Regions from separate parts of the Mus musculus genome. Here region 2 is linked to region 1. A link is a contact called in public HiChIP or PLAC-seq data. All regions are on one chromosome and are shown on one strand. The core of a region is the stretch at or near the end of the contact, and the rest is flanking DNA. Distances in the headings are between cores, read along the strand shown. Region 1 has its middle 91 kb from the start of Gm31408. Region 2 overlaps Barx2 (BarH-like homeobox 2).

Region 1 (7,339 bases), core at 2,392-4,891:
TATTTAAAATGACCACACCTCACAATCAGCTAAAAGCAAAGAGTTATCTGTGCACAAGTTAATGTCGAGCTTCAGAAAGCATACAGCTTCCAAACAGGCAACCTGGAAGCCAAAACTGGGGTTTGATAGTTAATTAAACTGCTAGTATGTTTTTTAATGAATTGTTTATCTTTATTTTGTATCTATGAATGTTTTGCCTATGTGTGTGTATGTGTATCATATGTATGCCGGGTACCCATGGAGGCCAGAAGGGGTTGGATTTCCCGGAACTGAAGTCTCAGATGGTTGTGAACTGCTTGCTGCATAGTGGCTGGGACCTTTGTAAGGGCAGGAATTGCTCTTAACCACTGGACCATCTCTCCATCCTCTAAGTGCCAATATCTTTCTATGTGCTTTTGGTTCAGTTTACCACAATGAGTACAAGGTGAAGTTGCATTTATCCAGAAAATCTTTGAGTACATTCTAATAGGACAATAGAAACTTAAACAATTGTAATATGGTTTAATAACATTAATGATAATCTTGTTTGTTAGTATGAGACTGCTTATAGCCAGCCTATCTGGAAAGCATCAAATAAATGACTACTTGGATTCTTGGTTCAACTTTATGAACTACTATCCCATACATAATAGCCACCACCTTATACCTAGTCCAGAGTTCCTCCCTGGAAATCGCCTTTTGAGTCAGAATGATGCAGGTAATGAATCTGTCTGCTTAATGATCTACACGTTCCTTTGTCTGCTGTCTTCTCTTCTTCCTCTGCCTCTCTCCTCTTCCACCCTTGCCTGTTGACATTCGTTGTCTTCTGCTGAGCTGCCTTCCTTTGGGAACCAAGTGGGAAGGTCTCTGTAGGTCCTGCGGGTGAGTCCCAGGGAGGGAGCTGGGCAACAGCACCAGACTGAGGCTGCCAGACAAGAAGGGAGCATAAATAGAGCATGTCAGGGAGGTGGCAGAGCATTCCAAGGAAGCGAGAGACGCCATGTCTTGTGCTGACTTAGCACTATGCTGAGAGGCATATGGCCTCTCTGTTCCAGGAGTCGCCAAAGATATAGGTTTTATCAAGTGTCTAAGAACTCTGGTGTTGCTGTCTGTGAACTGTGTGTGTGTGTGTGTGGGGGGGGGTAATGTACTTTCGCTGTCCTCTGGTTGTCTGCATAGTAAGATGAGTATTGTCTGCTTGCATAAGGAACACAGTTGGTGTCACTCACTAAACTGCAAAGCTGGAACTAGGAGTGGGAGGGTAATGGGAATTTAGGTGAAACTAGCACACTTCACATGTCCACTTGAATTCTGATACCTCCGAAAGAGAGGGAGGTGGTCACTGAGGTCTGATGTGAGGACATGTGAGGACATTCTCATGGGGGAGGTAGAATCTCCAGAGACAGCTGAACAATGTGAGAAAGAGGAGCAATTTGACAGGGTCTCAATGTAATTGATCATATAAATACTTTGAGGCCCTGAAAAATACTGGCCCTAGTTATGGAAGCTCTCTGCCCTGCCTGGGACCTCTTCCCTAAGTCATCTGTGTCTCCATGCTGGCTTCTGGGACTTCCTTCCAGCATGGAACCTTTCCTAACAACTGGCAAAGAATGAGGGTGTCTTTTAGCTGAGAACCTTGCCTTGGACTTCACCTACCGCCAGGGCATGGAATGAATTCAATTCTTTTGAAAGCTGCCCAGAATTTGTTTCCCTGTGTTGAGTTTGTGCTATTCAACATAGATTATAAACATTTAAAAGGAAGAACTTATATAAGTATATATTTTATACAATTTCACTCCGGACTGGTGGGTTTAACACTGGCTTAACTGCTAAGGGAACCAGACAGCCTTGGGTGTATTAAAAGCCGACCACATTTCATACAGCTTCCAACATGATGGTTGTCAAGGCGATCTCTATAAACTTTCCACATTTAACACTGTAAGTGTACGAGGGGCGGAGAGAATGTGTTGTAGAATCTCATTGCCCCAGGCTGAGTTCAACACTGGTCCAATTTGTGCCAATGAAACTATTCTCCTGATTTTCTTTATTTTCATCTTCCTGAGATAAGACATGTCCTCTTGGGTGGAAGGTGTCCCTTCCTAGATTTGATTACACTCAGACCCTTCAAGAAGGAAGGATTGATCCACCTTTGCCACCTGCGTGGCTGGTTTGTATATAGGGAAGAGGCTGATGTGGGAGTCCCTCCCTTGCAACTGGAAGACATGAGGCTAGGGTGTACAAAATAACCTACTCTTAGATTATAGTAACCAGTAGGGAGAGCTGAAAATAACTTGAAGTACTAGGGCCTGAGCCTCAACATGCTGGGGATGGATAGAGCAAGCCAGCAGAAAAGAACCCCCTTTTCTGGTGTAACCCCAACCCCTTCTTTACCAAGAACTGAAATTCAGAGAAAAGCTCTAACTTTCTCACTTACGCTACAGGAAATCTCACTGTTTGGGTTCAGTGTGATTGCCTTACCTTCTACCAAACATACAGCTCGGTTAATTCACAACAATGGCCTTTGTTCAGGAATTCTAAAAGCCAAGAGACAGCAGGCAAGGCTCTTGCTCCCTGCCCCACACTCAACTAACTATACCAACCCCATATCCAGAGTCCCAACAAATGATGTAAGCCAAAAAAGCAAAGAGCACGAGGCACGGCACGTGTTTTCCATTCAAAGGCTGATTAGCTCGTAGGGTAGCCTTAAAGGAACAGACGAAGCACAAGAAGATGCTACAAAATGCAAAGAGAATAATGGATTCGTTACATGGAAGGAAGGAATAAAACCCTGGCTTCTGGAATCTCGGTCCTCAAAGCTCAGATAAGTGTGTCATTGATAACAGAATATATAGAATATGTCTCTTTTCTCTAGCCATGTTCCTGTTTACTTCCTCCCTAGTCAGTTGATGACACATTTCATAGAAGCCCAGATTTAAGGCAAGTCTCCAGTGTCTGTTTCTCACATTGATATCACTCAGGCCTCTTCCATAGGAAGCCTTGGGCATCACTGTCAGAAGCATGTGAGATGTATGCTCCAAGGTTCTAGAAGATACCCATTGGGCAGACCATCCAAAAAACACACATTGCAGCTTAAGAGCTGCACTGTCTCTTCCTCCTCGCACGGTCAAGCAGGACAGTCCCTGATGTTCATGGAAGTCTCTCTGGAGCCTAGTGACAGACTGGTAAGTACTGTGCAAGCTTTCCAGTGATCACAGATGCCTGGTTAGGAGAAGCAGCCCCTGCTGAGCTTCCTGTGACTCACCTCACCCTCTGTGCACACAATTCTTTTTTGTCTTGCCTCTGAGAAGGGCACACTGCCCGATGGAAAGTTACTCCCGGTGGGGCAAGAGGCAAGGCCTGCTCAGATGGTTTATAAGCACTCTAGAGCCTAGGCCATCCCCTGGTGATTTACAATGTTTGATTTCTCCCTGGGACAGAGGAGTGCTCTGTAAATCAAACCTGTCTTGGTTTGTCAACCCGTGTCAGTGTTTGCTGAGTCCTCAACTCGAAGGCAAGTTGGAACAGCGTGGACACCTTGGCATCGGGCTTGTTCCCCCCTCTGCAGCTTCCCATTTTGATGAAACAATTCTAGGGTGAGGTTGGCCCTAGGAGTTATTTCTCTGACTCATAGTCCCCTCGTTCTTTTCACACACTCAGAATGCAGCAAGTCCCTCATAGCCCTGGGCCGAGAAAGAGGCCAGGGTTGGGGCATAGCCCTTCTAGGGTCCACTCCCAAGGCTGAGAAGACAAACAGGGAGGTGACTCTCCCAGGTTGTTCTTTCATCACCTCAAGCCATTTGGGGACACCATTACCACACACTTCATGGAAAAGCCTCAAACTGGTTCTAGCACTCCGAGATGTGAACAAGCCTACATGCAAAGTTGGCGGAGTTAATCCAAGCAGAGAGGGAAGCAGCTGTTTGGGTGTCCTTTTGGATGAGATGAGGCATTAGGAGGACCCTACATCTTTAGAGACCCTGGCCAATGTGAGAAACGGACCTTACTTCAGAAAAACGTTTGTTCAGCTATCATATATCATGCTTTCTTTTCCATCGTCTGATCCAGCAGCCATTTACTCTGTTGGCACTGAGTAGTGCCTTCAAGAACCTCACAATTTGAACAACAGACACATAAATAGCTTTGATACGCGGGTAAGGCACCATCTTTCCCTCCCTAGGATGCACACACACATGCTTTCTCTAGAAAACAGGTTCAGTATGGTTAGAGATCTCCATGCATGGGCTGGGGTCACTGGACTATTTGAAGCGGGGGAAAAAAAGGGGAGCTCGGACACCTGGGTGAGAACCTTGGCAGAAGGGCCCTTTCCCCGGCCACTTTCAGGGGTGTAAGGGGGGCAGGCTTTCACTCTTCAAGCTTTGCAAGGCTTGACTCATTCAACATGAAACAGAAAGAGTGTTGAAAGACACAGCACCTGGCCTCCACATAGGAGCTGGCCACTGTCACACTGTCTGAGGAACAGAGAAAATATCAACTATTCACATCTCAGGATTCCCACGATCTCGGTCCAGCACGTTGACTGGCCTTCTACGGCTTTGAGCACGCCTCTGACTTGGGACACCTCAGAAATTCTTTGAATGCGATATAGAAATTGATTTACTGGAAAGGGACTTTGATAATTATTAGGATGCACATCTGGGTGGTGTTCATTCACTAACTTATTCATTCACCCTGCCTGCATTTCACAATTACATTTGGATTTTGCTATCTATGGTTTGGATCTGGTATGCCCCCCAGAAGGCTTCCGAGTTAGACTTGGTCCCTGGCCTGTGGCACTACTGGAAGGTAGTAAGAACTTTAAGAGGTGATGCTGGTAAGTCTTAGGTGGTTGGGGTCATCACTTTGAATAGAGCCCTGGGACCATAGTTTCTTTCTCTTTCTCTTTCTCTTTTGTGTTCCAGCCATGAGAAAAAAGTTGCGTTCTGACTTAGATTGTCACTGTCATGTGCTGTCTAACCACAGGAACAAAGGCACTGAGGCCTGTAACCTCCAAAGCTAATAATGTACTTATGCCAGTATTTGTGACAGTAATAGAAAGTTCGCTAATCTAGGGTCCATTGTTAATAAGCTGATGCAAAAATCACGTATGCACCAAAGACAAAGAGGAAACGCATTCAATCTGAGGGTTTCGCCTTAGTACAAGAGACCCAAGTTACCTAATTAACAAAAGTTCATGAAAGAAGGATACTAATATTCCAATAAAGTATATTGGTATTTTAAATTTTGGTTCTGCACCTGGAGGGAGTTCAGAGGTGCTTTTATCCTAGCAACAAGCAAAGAGAAAAAGAAATTTTAAAAGAAAGGAAAGAAAAAAATTGGCTCTTCTAAAATATGTAAGATAAGTGAGTCACCACACTGAACAAGCAAACCAAAACCTGTCCCACAATACAGAGAATCACAACTTAGCCGAGCGGAAAGCTCTTCTGGGAGCCAGCAGCTGGCTACCAGTTACACAAACTGTAGCTGCGAGTATCTAGAGGCTTCGCACAGTTACGCAGGAGAGTAAGGAACCTCGGGCACGTGGAAGGACCTCAGGCACATGGAGCCCCCACCAGTTTCTCCTAGGAAATTTCGGAGGAAATAGTCTCCTCCCACTTCCATCAGGAACACACTGAAATAGAACCACTCTGAAACCCAAGGTTGATACTCAGAAAGAAACAAATTAGTAACCTGCAGAGATGTTGCGGTATTTGCTGGTATTTGCTTGTCCTGCTACATCACCTAAGCAGAGAGGGATGGAGAGACATTGTGAAATCCCACTACAGAGGCACAGAACCACCAAACTAAGGAACCAGGAAAAGAAAACATCTCAGGGGAAATGAAAAACCTTTTCAAGTAAGTAAAAATGAAAATGTGACTTACCAAAGCCAGATGTGCTGAAATTAATCTGTAGAGGGAAGCTCACAGCTATTAGAAAATAAGAAAGGTTTGGGTTTTGTTTTGTTTTTTTTTTAATATCAAATTGTATCCCTGAGAACTAGAAAAAACAGGAATGGATTAAATGCTAAACAAGTATAAGACGATACATAGCAAAATGTAAAGCATTTTAAATTTAAAAAAAAAAAGTAGAAAATTACAAAACAGCAAGAAAACTGTGATTCATAGACAAGATCAATAAAACCTCAGCAAAGTATCTAAGGCAAAACAGGGAATGTAGGTTAATTATTTGTAAATAAAAGAAGAGACAACAAAGGATTGTTACAAACTACTATGCCTACAAACTTGACAGCTGAAATGAAATAGATGAATTCATAAAACAAACAAACAAACAGAAAATGTCCAAACTCAAAGTGGAAGAAACAACCAGTCTGAATAGGTCCAGCTGCTGATATAAGTACAGGCAAATAAAATAAAATATAACCTGCAAAACAGAAAGCACCAAACCGGGGAGCCAATGCTGAACTCTACAAAACACTTACAGAACAGGGAGTCCAGTTCTTTGCAACCTCTTTCAGAACATAGAGGGGCTTTGCTCACCTCCAACTCACTCTTTGAGGCCAGCATCACCCTCATGCCAACATCAGATAAAGGTTATGATAAGAATAGTGCAAGCTAATATCTCTTGCTAACAAAGATTCAGAATTTCTCAACAAAATAATTAGCAGGTTGAATTCAGCAATATATAACACAACGTATATCCAATGTTGAAGAGAGATTTAGTTCAAATATAGCAGTCTGGTTCAACTGAAATCACATGACCACAACAATATAATCCAGAAAAATACTGGACAGAATTCTATACTTATTTGTAATAATAGGTCTCTGTAAACTAGGAACAGAAAAGAATTCCTCAACTTAAGGACTATACATACACACACATACACAAAGTTCCACACCTAATACACGTGAAGCTACGAAATCAAAAGATCTTATATGCAGATTAGGAACAAAGCAAAGATGTCTTCTTTCATTGTTCTCTTTTAACATTGCACTGAGTGTTCTGGCTAATGCAATAAGATAAGAAAAGGAAATTAAGTTTGCACCTATTGGTAAGGAAGAAATAAAACTAGTTTTTCTCAATTCCAATGATTTACTGTATAGAAATCTTAAGCAACTGACAAAAACTTCTGTAACTCATAGGCAATTATAGCAAAATTGAGTATAACTTAATAAAGAAAGTTGGTTGTCACGATAATATATATTATTATCCCCATATACATTCATATATACACGCACTAATTTAAAGACTCTAGTCACATCACCACACATGATAATGAAGTTCTTTGGCATATGTCTGACAAATTTATGCCAAATGAAGAAAACTATAAAACCAGAACTAAAGAAAATTAAAAAGTTAAATAAATGGGCTCACAGTCATATTCACAGATGGTAGGACTTGATA
Region 2 (7,579 bases), core at 1,390-3,889, 220 kb before region 1:
GGTCTAAATCTCTTGATTCTGGTAAAATATGTTCAGTGGAGGTCCAGGTTCTACGAAGATAGTCTTTTTGATCTTGTCTTCTGATAAAAAATTGGCAAGTTGCTGAGAAGCAGATGGGTAAATAAATTACCTTGTAATTTAAGGTTTGAATTAAGTAAGGGTGAATAAGGACGTGAACAAAAGGTGTGGGTACATGAAGGGAGGAGCGGTTAACTCTGTCTTTGTAATAAACAACAGCTGTTCTGGGCAGCGCTCTGTCAATGCTGGCTTGTGAGGAGAGGATGGGAGCAGGTGTGGCTGGCTGTATGGAAGACTGTAGGACGGCTGGGAGGGAGAAGAAAGACCAGGTTGTTTCCAGGGTGTTCTTGGCAGAGGGAGCTGAGGACTGTTGAAGGTGGGGTGGGACAATCTACATTTTAGCAGCCTAGAAAGGTCCAGGAATCTATCCTCTTGGCTATCTTGATTGATCTCAGCTCAGCCCGATATTCTGTGGGTATCTACAGATCTGGTAATATTGCAGGTCGAATTGACAAGACTGAGCTTGTGTGCATAACGAATCTGGTGGTGATGCAACCAGCCTCCCGGGGTTGCTCTGTGTCTGTGTTCACCTCCCTGGCTTCCTTCAGTTTCCCACATCTCCTTGACATCTCCTCCCCACCCCACCTCCTGCCTTTTGTTGGGAACCTTTATGAACCTTCTTCAGTTCGCTTGTTTGCTTGCTTGCTTTACGTCCACATAGGTGATTATTCTAGAGTCTACGTCATGGCTGTTTCATGTGGATCTTTTAAAATAAATGTCTTCCGTGTTTCAAACTCATCTACACTCACCTCACTAAATGCCAGCACCCCCCCCCCCTTTTAATGAGGGAGTCAACAGGTAAGACATTTTGTTGGCTTTTGAGTTGACTTCTCAACAAAGCTTCTCTTCTTTAGCCACATAAAGTTGTGACCTGGGAAATGACCTATTTCATTCACTGTGCCCTGCAGGAAAATCCAACCCTGTTGGAGACTTAAAGGGCCAACCAGAGCCTCCTCAGGTTCTTTTTTCCTCCTTATGTCACTTCATTCAAAGTTGACAGGCGCTGGACTTTACATCCTGTCCTTGCTTATCCTTAATTCACTCTGCACAAAGTAATTTAAACCACCCTGTAACTGTTTTCCTGAACTTCATAAAAATTGACTTTGGTTTTGTCTGTTGTGCCCTGAAATTTATCTTTCCTTTCCCATTGTCCTGACAAGGGCTATGTGTTGAGATGTTCAAGCTGATTGATGAAGTGTGTGTGTGTGTATGTGCATGCATGCTGTATGTGTGTGCACTCTCTGAGTGTACCTGTGCTGTGTGTGTGCAAATATGTACCATAGTGGATGTGTGTACATGTGAGTGTGTGTATGTATGTGTGAGTGTATGTGTATGCATGTGAGGTGTGTGCACATATGCTCTGTGTGTGTGTGTGATATGCAGGGAATGAAATCCAGGACTTCTTGCACACTAAGCAGGTATTTTTGCTGTTGAGTTACATCTCTAGCTCTGTTTTTTTTTTTTTTTCCTTACAGATTAGTAAAATCAAATGTTTCTGGATTCCAGGAGGTTTTAAGAGAATTTCTGGCCAGTTTATATTGATTTTTTTTTCCTCTGTGGTTGTAGTCAGTCCCAGAACATGGCTGCAAAGGCCTTTGAAGTCTTTTGTGATGCAAAGAGAAACTGGCTGTCTCTGGGTTGCTGATTTTTGCATTGTATATGACTGCACAGAGGTCATGGGGATGTGCATGTTGTTTGCATGTAGGTTTGCTTTTTTGTTTCTTGTTTTTGATAACTGAGGTTTGAACCCAGGACCTCATGTGTGCTGATCTCCACATCTCTCCCTGACAGTTAACAGCTATGTTTCAATACTTCCCAGAATAGTCAGGCCTTAAATCTGCAATCCTTCTGTCTCAGTCTCCTGACTAGCTGGGACTACAGGCCTATAACACCAAGCCAAATTTAAGCCTGCTCGCTAAATAAATAAATAAATGAATAAATGAATAAATAAATAAATAAATACAAAACAAAAAAACCAACCAACCAAAAAAAAAAAAAAAAAAAAAAAAAACCCCAACCCCTCTCCCCTTCAGTGTGGCTCAATCACAAGTATCTAAGTAGAGGGATGAAACAAAGTGGGCTAAGAGCAACTCAGTACCCATGAGTGCTTCTGGTACTTGTGGGTGCTTCCCATATTTTAATTAATTTAACTCTTACAGTCACACAAGGGAAGAACTATTATTTATTTGACTTTATAGATGATGATATTACAAAAGGAATATTTAGCATCTATCTGTTCCAGATCACTCTGAGTCAGAGGGGGAGCCCCAACCCCCATCTCCCTTTGCCGCCAAATTTACTGGCTAGTTGAGAGAAATGAAAGCCGGTTGTAATTATTTGTTGTGAGTGATTATATGAACTCCCTTCCCTTTCAGGGAACTCAGAAGGGGAACTCAACTATTGCTTCCCACATGTTCCACCAAGTCACTTTCAGGCTGCCTGAATACATCTGTCTCCTTGTGTTTGTGTGCGCTACTTGGGTTGCTCTGAAGCATTCTACACATATATAGGTCACACATTCCTGGACCATAAATGAGTCAATCAGCAACTTAGAGATTCTTACTCATTCTGACCTTTGGCCCTTGCTTGTGTCAGCCAGAAATGTGGGTGTGGAGAGGCAGTTTGGGAACTGGTACGCTGAGGAAATGAAGAAAAGCCCACAGGAGATTTGTAGAAGCAGGTACTGTTGTCTGAGGTTTCTGCCCTAGAGTTCAAGTACAGCCATGGCTGCAGGTAAGATGTGACAGCAATTGGCAACACTGGATGGTGTCCATGCTTGACCCTGGCATGTGAGCTCATGTACAGTGTGGAATCTTAGAGTACTGACATTTTTCAGTAATCAAGGGCATAGGTTCTAGGTCACCCTGCCCTGGTGGATATGCAAACACATGGATGAACAGATTCCCTGTATAAAATGGCATACTTTCTCCTTGATAATTGAAGCCAACATCAACTCAATCTATGAACTGCTGGAACATGTAAAGGTGCTGGTCCTACAGATACAAAGTTGTAGGATCTCCATGACATAGGGCAACAGCAGGATATCTGAGAGGAGCCCTCTTAAGGATCCAGCATTGACATCGTGGCAGAAGCCAGAGGCCTCGAAGCAGACCAATGAATGATTGCAATGAGTATTTGCAAGGAAAGCTGTTTGGGGACTAGGGGACATACTATGTGACACACTGTGACATGTGTAGCTTCTATAGTGAGATTTTTGTTTATTTGTTCCCTTTTTATTTTAATTTTTTGTCTTCTTTTGGGAAGGGGAGGTGACAAGGGCAGGGGCAGATATGAAGGGACAGGGAGATGAATGGGATCAGGGTGAATTCACAAAGAATCAATAAAATGTAAAAAAAAAATATTTTCAACTCCATGTTGAACCTAAGAATCCATGAATCTAGAGTTCTGACTCCTCTGTTTAACCCATCCCCTCAAACTCTGGGGACATTTTGTGGCAGGAGTCAACCACTTAAGTTTTAGAATCCAAGGGCAGAGTCTCAGACAGACCAAACATTTGACAAGGGAAGCGTTTCTAGATATAGGATACACAGTCAATGTGCTATTCATCCTATGCGAAACCCATTTAAGCTGAAGAAAAACAATCATTAGAAAATGCACCCAGTGTGGTCACGCTTACACTCCATTTGTCAACTAAAAACATGTTTGTTTAAATAGGGTGTCTGGTTTATTACAGTGGCCACTCCCTCCTAGGCATATAACTGCCTGAGTTTTACAAGTACAAGTGAATGATCCAGGCTGGGTCAGAAGCTGTCTTTAGTCAACATTCTTAGTGATAATTTCTAAGAATTATGCATTAATTTGTAAATACCCCCTATTTTTAAAAACTTGTAGGCATATGACTAATCCATTTCACTGCTTTGATGGGAATATGAAATGTTTACGCAACTGGTTGGTGAAAGTAAAGCTCTGAGCACAGCTATTTTGATGAAAATCAGGGCGTATAAGAAAAGATAGAAGCAGCTGACTTGAGCATATTTTGTCTCAGTTTTCTGTGCGTATTGGGAGACTCAGGGTTTCGCTGCACATATATTACCTCTTAGCCCAGCCATGTTTCTAAGCTTAAAGGTACACATCAAATACCCAGGCCCCTAAGTCTCACTGCAACTGTATTTACCTTGGTGGTCGTCTTCCATTTGTGTATGTCCCCAACGTAGAAGTGCTCTCAGGTGGTAACCAGATGTAATTTTAGTCACTGAATTTGCATTAGAATATTCAGTTAAGATTCTTCATATGATAGACTGTGGTGGTTCTGATGTGCCTTAAAAATGTCCCACCAGAAGGTTGGAGGGAAGGAGAAATGAAGAGAAAGAGAGAGAGAGTTGGGGAGGGAAGGGAAGGGTATAGATAGATAGATAGATAGATAGATAGATAGATAGATAGATAGACAGAACATTTAAAATGTTTCACTGGGTTTAGTCTTCATTAAGCAAAGTGCACAAATCTCTGTAAACCATCGGGTAAGATCATCAGAAGAGTTCTCTTTCCCTAGATTAATCTATAAGGTTAGCACAATTTTTACCAGGGTATCAGTTGTATTTACTTCTTCATTTTTGTTTGTATGGTGGAGTGTGTTGTTTCTTAAAACAGACCAACAAAATGATTATAAAGTACAATTAGACAAATGTCAGGAAATTTTGTGAAAAGAAGAAAGGGCAGGTCTTGTTCTATTTGATAACAACATGTCTCTTTTTTTCCATTTTTTGTTGGATATTTTCTTCATTTACATTTCAAATGCTATCCCATCAGTCCCCTATACCCTTCCCCCCACCCTGCTCCTCTACCCACTCACTCCTACTTCTTGGCCCTGGCTTTCTCCTGTGCTGGGGCATATAAAGTTTGCTAGACCAAGGGTCCTCTCTTCCCAATGATGGCCAATTAGGCCACCTTTAGCTACATATACATATACAGCTAGAGACACGAGTTCTGGGGTTACTGATTAGTTCATATTGTTATTCCACCTATAGGGTTGCAGACCCCTTCAGCTCCTTGGGTACTTTCTCTAGCTCTTACTTTGGGGGCCCTGTGATAACAACATGTCTTAAAGGATCCATAGTTGTTAAAGTAGATTTATTGTCTCTCTATAGTCTTCACTGGCCCAGGACTTGATATGTAGACTAGGTTGGCCTTGAACCCATAGAGATCAATCTGCCTCTGTTTCTGGAATGCTGGGAGTGTGCCACCACATCTAGAAATGGTTAAAGTGAAATGAACCTAGTAGAACAGACGTCAGAAGCAGGCAGGCATACATGAACTATTACTCAACTACCTCTAGAGCCCTTTGTAGCCCACTGTATGTGTAGAATTATAGTCAAAGACAATAGAAATCTGTTTTTTGTTTGTTTGTTTGTTTGTTTCATTTCATTTTGTTTCATTTTGGCTTGTCATTGAGCCAGACATAGCATAGTCTCAGTGCTTGGAAGGTTAAAGCAGGAGGACCCTTAGGTTTGTAGCTAATGTAGGCTACATAGCAAGAGACCCTGTCTTAAAAAAATGTCTTGGGTGGGAAGATCTTATCCAAACTTTCCATGGAGTAATATAATATACCTTCTAGTCAACATCCTTCCATAATTACTCTTTTTATAGCCTCTATTCTCATCAAAGTTACAGACTCCTAACCCTCTAAAGCTTGTCCCCACTCTTATCCCATCATAGCCTTCCCTTCTTTCCTTTCTCATCTTGTATTCTGTGTGTGACCCCTCTGTAGAGGTCACCTTGGGAAGGGTAATTTCTTTCCCAGTCTGCCCGCTTTTCTAGGAAGCAAGTCTCAGGCTGCTGGGGGTGGGAATTCCCTTGTAGGCTCCCAGAATTCTGGTGAACAAAGGTTCCCCACTTCTCTCTTTGGCAATTTACTAAATCTTAAACCTGGCATTTAAAACTGTCATCGAATAGCCCATATGATGGAGTTAGAATTGTTGGTTATGCACTTAGACAAAAAAATAAACTGACACTGAAAGAACCTAGTGGGGAAACCCCCACTCAATTCTTGTTCGGTGCGCACCCAAGAATCACGAACAGACGACCATCTTGATGTAAAAGCATGAGGTAGTTTAATGACGGAGCTCCGGGCCTACACATATCTCCCGCAGGAGACAGAGGTGTCAACCACATGGTGGAGCCATAATGGCGGAGCTCTGGTTCGAAACATATCTCACGCAGGAGACAGTGGTTTCGACCCCAAGGCTTGGAAGCTAGGGACTTTTATAGAAAAGGGGTGGGGCTGGGGGAGGAATTGGCGCAGTTTCACATGATTGGTCCATTTAAACATCAACAGACTGTCAGAAGGGCGGGAGATAGGGAGGCACTAGGCCAGTCAGGACATGTAACGACGGGCCTGCCCAGGCATGTCCTGGCCTGTTCTGCTATGTTTTTAGCCCCAGGTTTTAAAGCTCACAAACAACTCTTTGGGCATAAATTACATGAATCACATGTCTCAAGTTTTATTTCCTTTCAACACCTCTCTGAAAAGCCTGGCTTTTGAGTGACTAGACTTGGTGCACACTGTGTTTGCATGTGCACATGAGCACTTCTGCATTTATCTTAGGGGCTTGGTGTTAAAAAAACAGTGAAGAGGTGTGAAGAGGTGTGAAGAGGTGTCTCCTGCCTCATATACTCCTGAATCGTTTTGCATTCCTTTAAAATATAATGTGTGCTCATTTGGTAATAAAAACAAAATGCTTAAGATACTTAAAACAGCCAGGTAGGGTGGTTCACTCCCATAATCCCAAGTCTTGAGAGGTAGAGGCAAGGGCGGGGGTGGGGGGGGGTGGAGATGAGAAGTTCAAGGTCATCTTTAGCTACACAGAGAGTCTGACACTTGCCTGGGAGATATGAGGCCCTATCTTCAAACAAACAAACAAACAAACCAGAAACCCAACTCAACAACAACCAAATAAACAAAAATTTATATTTTTGGTTGTGAGACTAGCCTTTAACAGCTGAGCCATCTCTCCAGCCCAAACAAAAACTTATTATGAGATAGGCCTGTAAGTTAGTGACAGAGTGCTTGCCTAGTACGTTAGGCCCCTGACTCAATTTCCCAGAGCCTGGGGTAAGAGGACACTATGTACAGGTCTGTGATACTTGAGAATATAAAAATATGGAAGTGAAAGTGGCCTAAAAGAAATCCAAAACCAAAACTCAACCTGTTTTCCATTTCTTTTATTTTATTTATTTATTTTTTTTTATTTTACTTTACATTCAGTAAAATTTCGTTTGTTATATATAAGGGTGTGAGTCTTTTTTTTTTTTTTTTTTTTTTGGTTTTTCGAGACAGGGTTTCTCTGTGTAGCCCTGGCTGTCCTGGAACTCACTCTGTAGATCAGGCTGGCCTTGAACTCAGAATCTGCCTGCCTCTGCCTCTCAAGTGCTAGGATTAAAGGCATGCGCCACCATCGACTGGCTAAGGATGTGAGTCTTAATAAAAATGAAAAGCTGCATAATGACTGTTGGATTTGGGGTACAGAACACTCTCAGTCCCCCT

Evidence for each region. HiChIP or PLAC-seq counts read pairs in DNA pulled down with a chosen protein or histone mark.
Region 2: a contact with region 1 is called in an HNF4G HiChIP or PLAC-seq map of pancreatic cancer cells. The contact joins two enhancer-like sites. A contact is called at or near these places in 4 of 115 datasets of contacts at active chromatin or transcription factors (embryonic fibroblasts, embryonic hindbrain, embryonic stem cells and 1 more).

The regions. Positions count from the first base shown.
Region 1 is chr9:31,646,908-31,654,246 of GRCm38.p6, reverse strand. No RefSeq gene overlaps it. Among named protein-coding and RNA genes, the nearest start is that of Gm31408, 91 kb to the right of the region's middle. Within about 2 kb of position 3,641, at least 21 of the 459 cell types and tissues checked have an H3K27ac peak or open chromatin away from gene starts, as enhancers often do. A contact at or near this core is called in pancreatic cancer cells, where this site is marked.
Region 2 is chr9:31,864,306-31,871,884 of GRCm38.p6, reverse strand. The region is part of intron 1 of Barx2 (BarH-like homeobox 2); the gene reads left to right. Among named protein-coding and RNA genes, the nearest start is that of Gm31497, 38 kb to the left of the region's middle. Within about 2 kb of position 2,639, at least 17 of the 459 cell types and tissues checked have an H3K27ac peak or open chromatin away from gene starts, as enhancers often do. A contact at or near this core is called in pancreatic cancer cells, where this site is marked.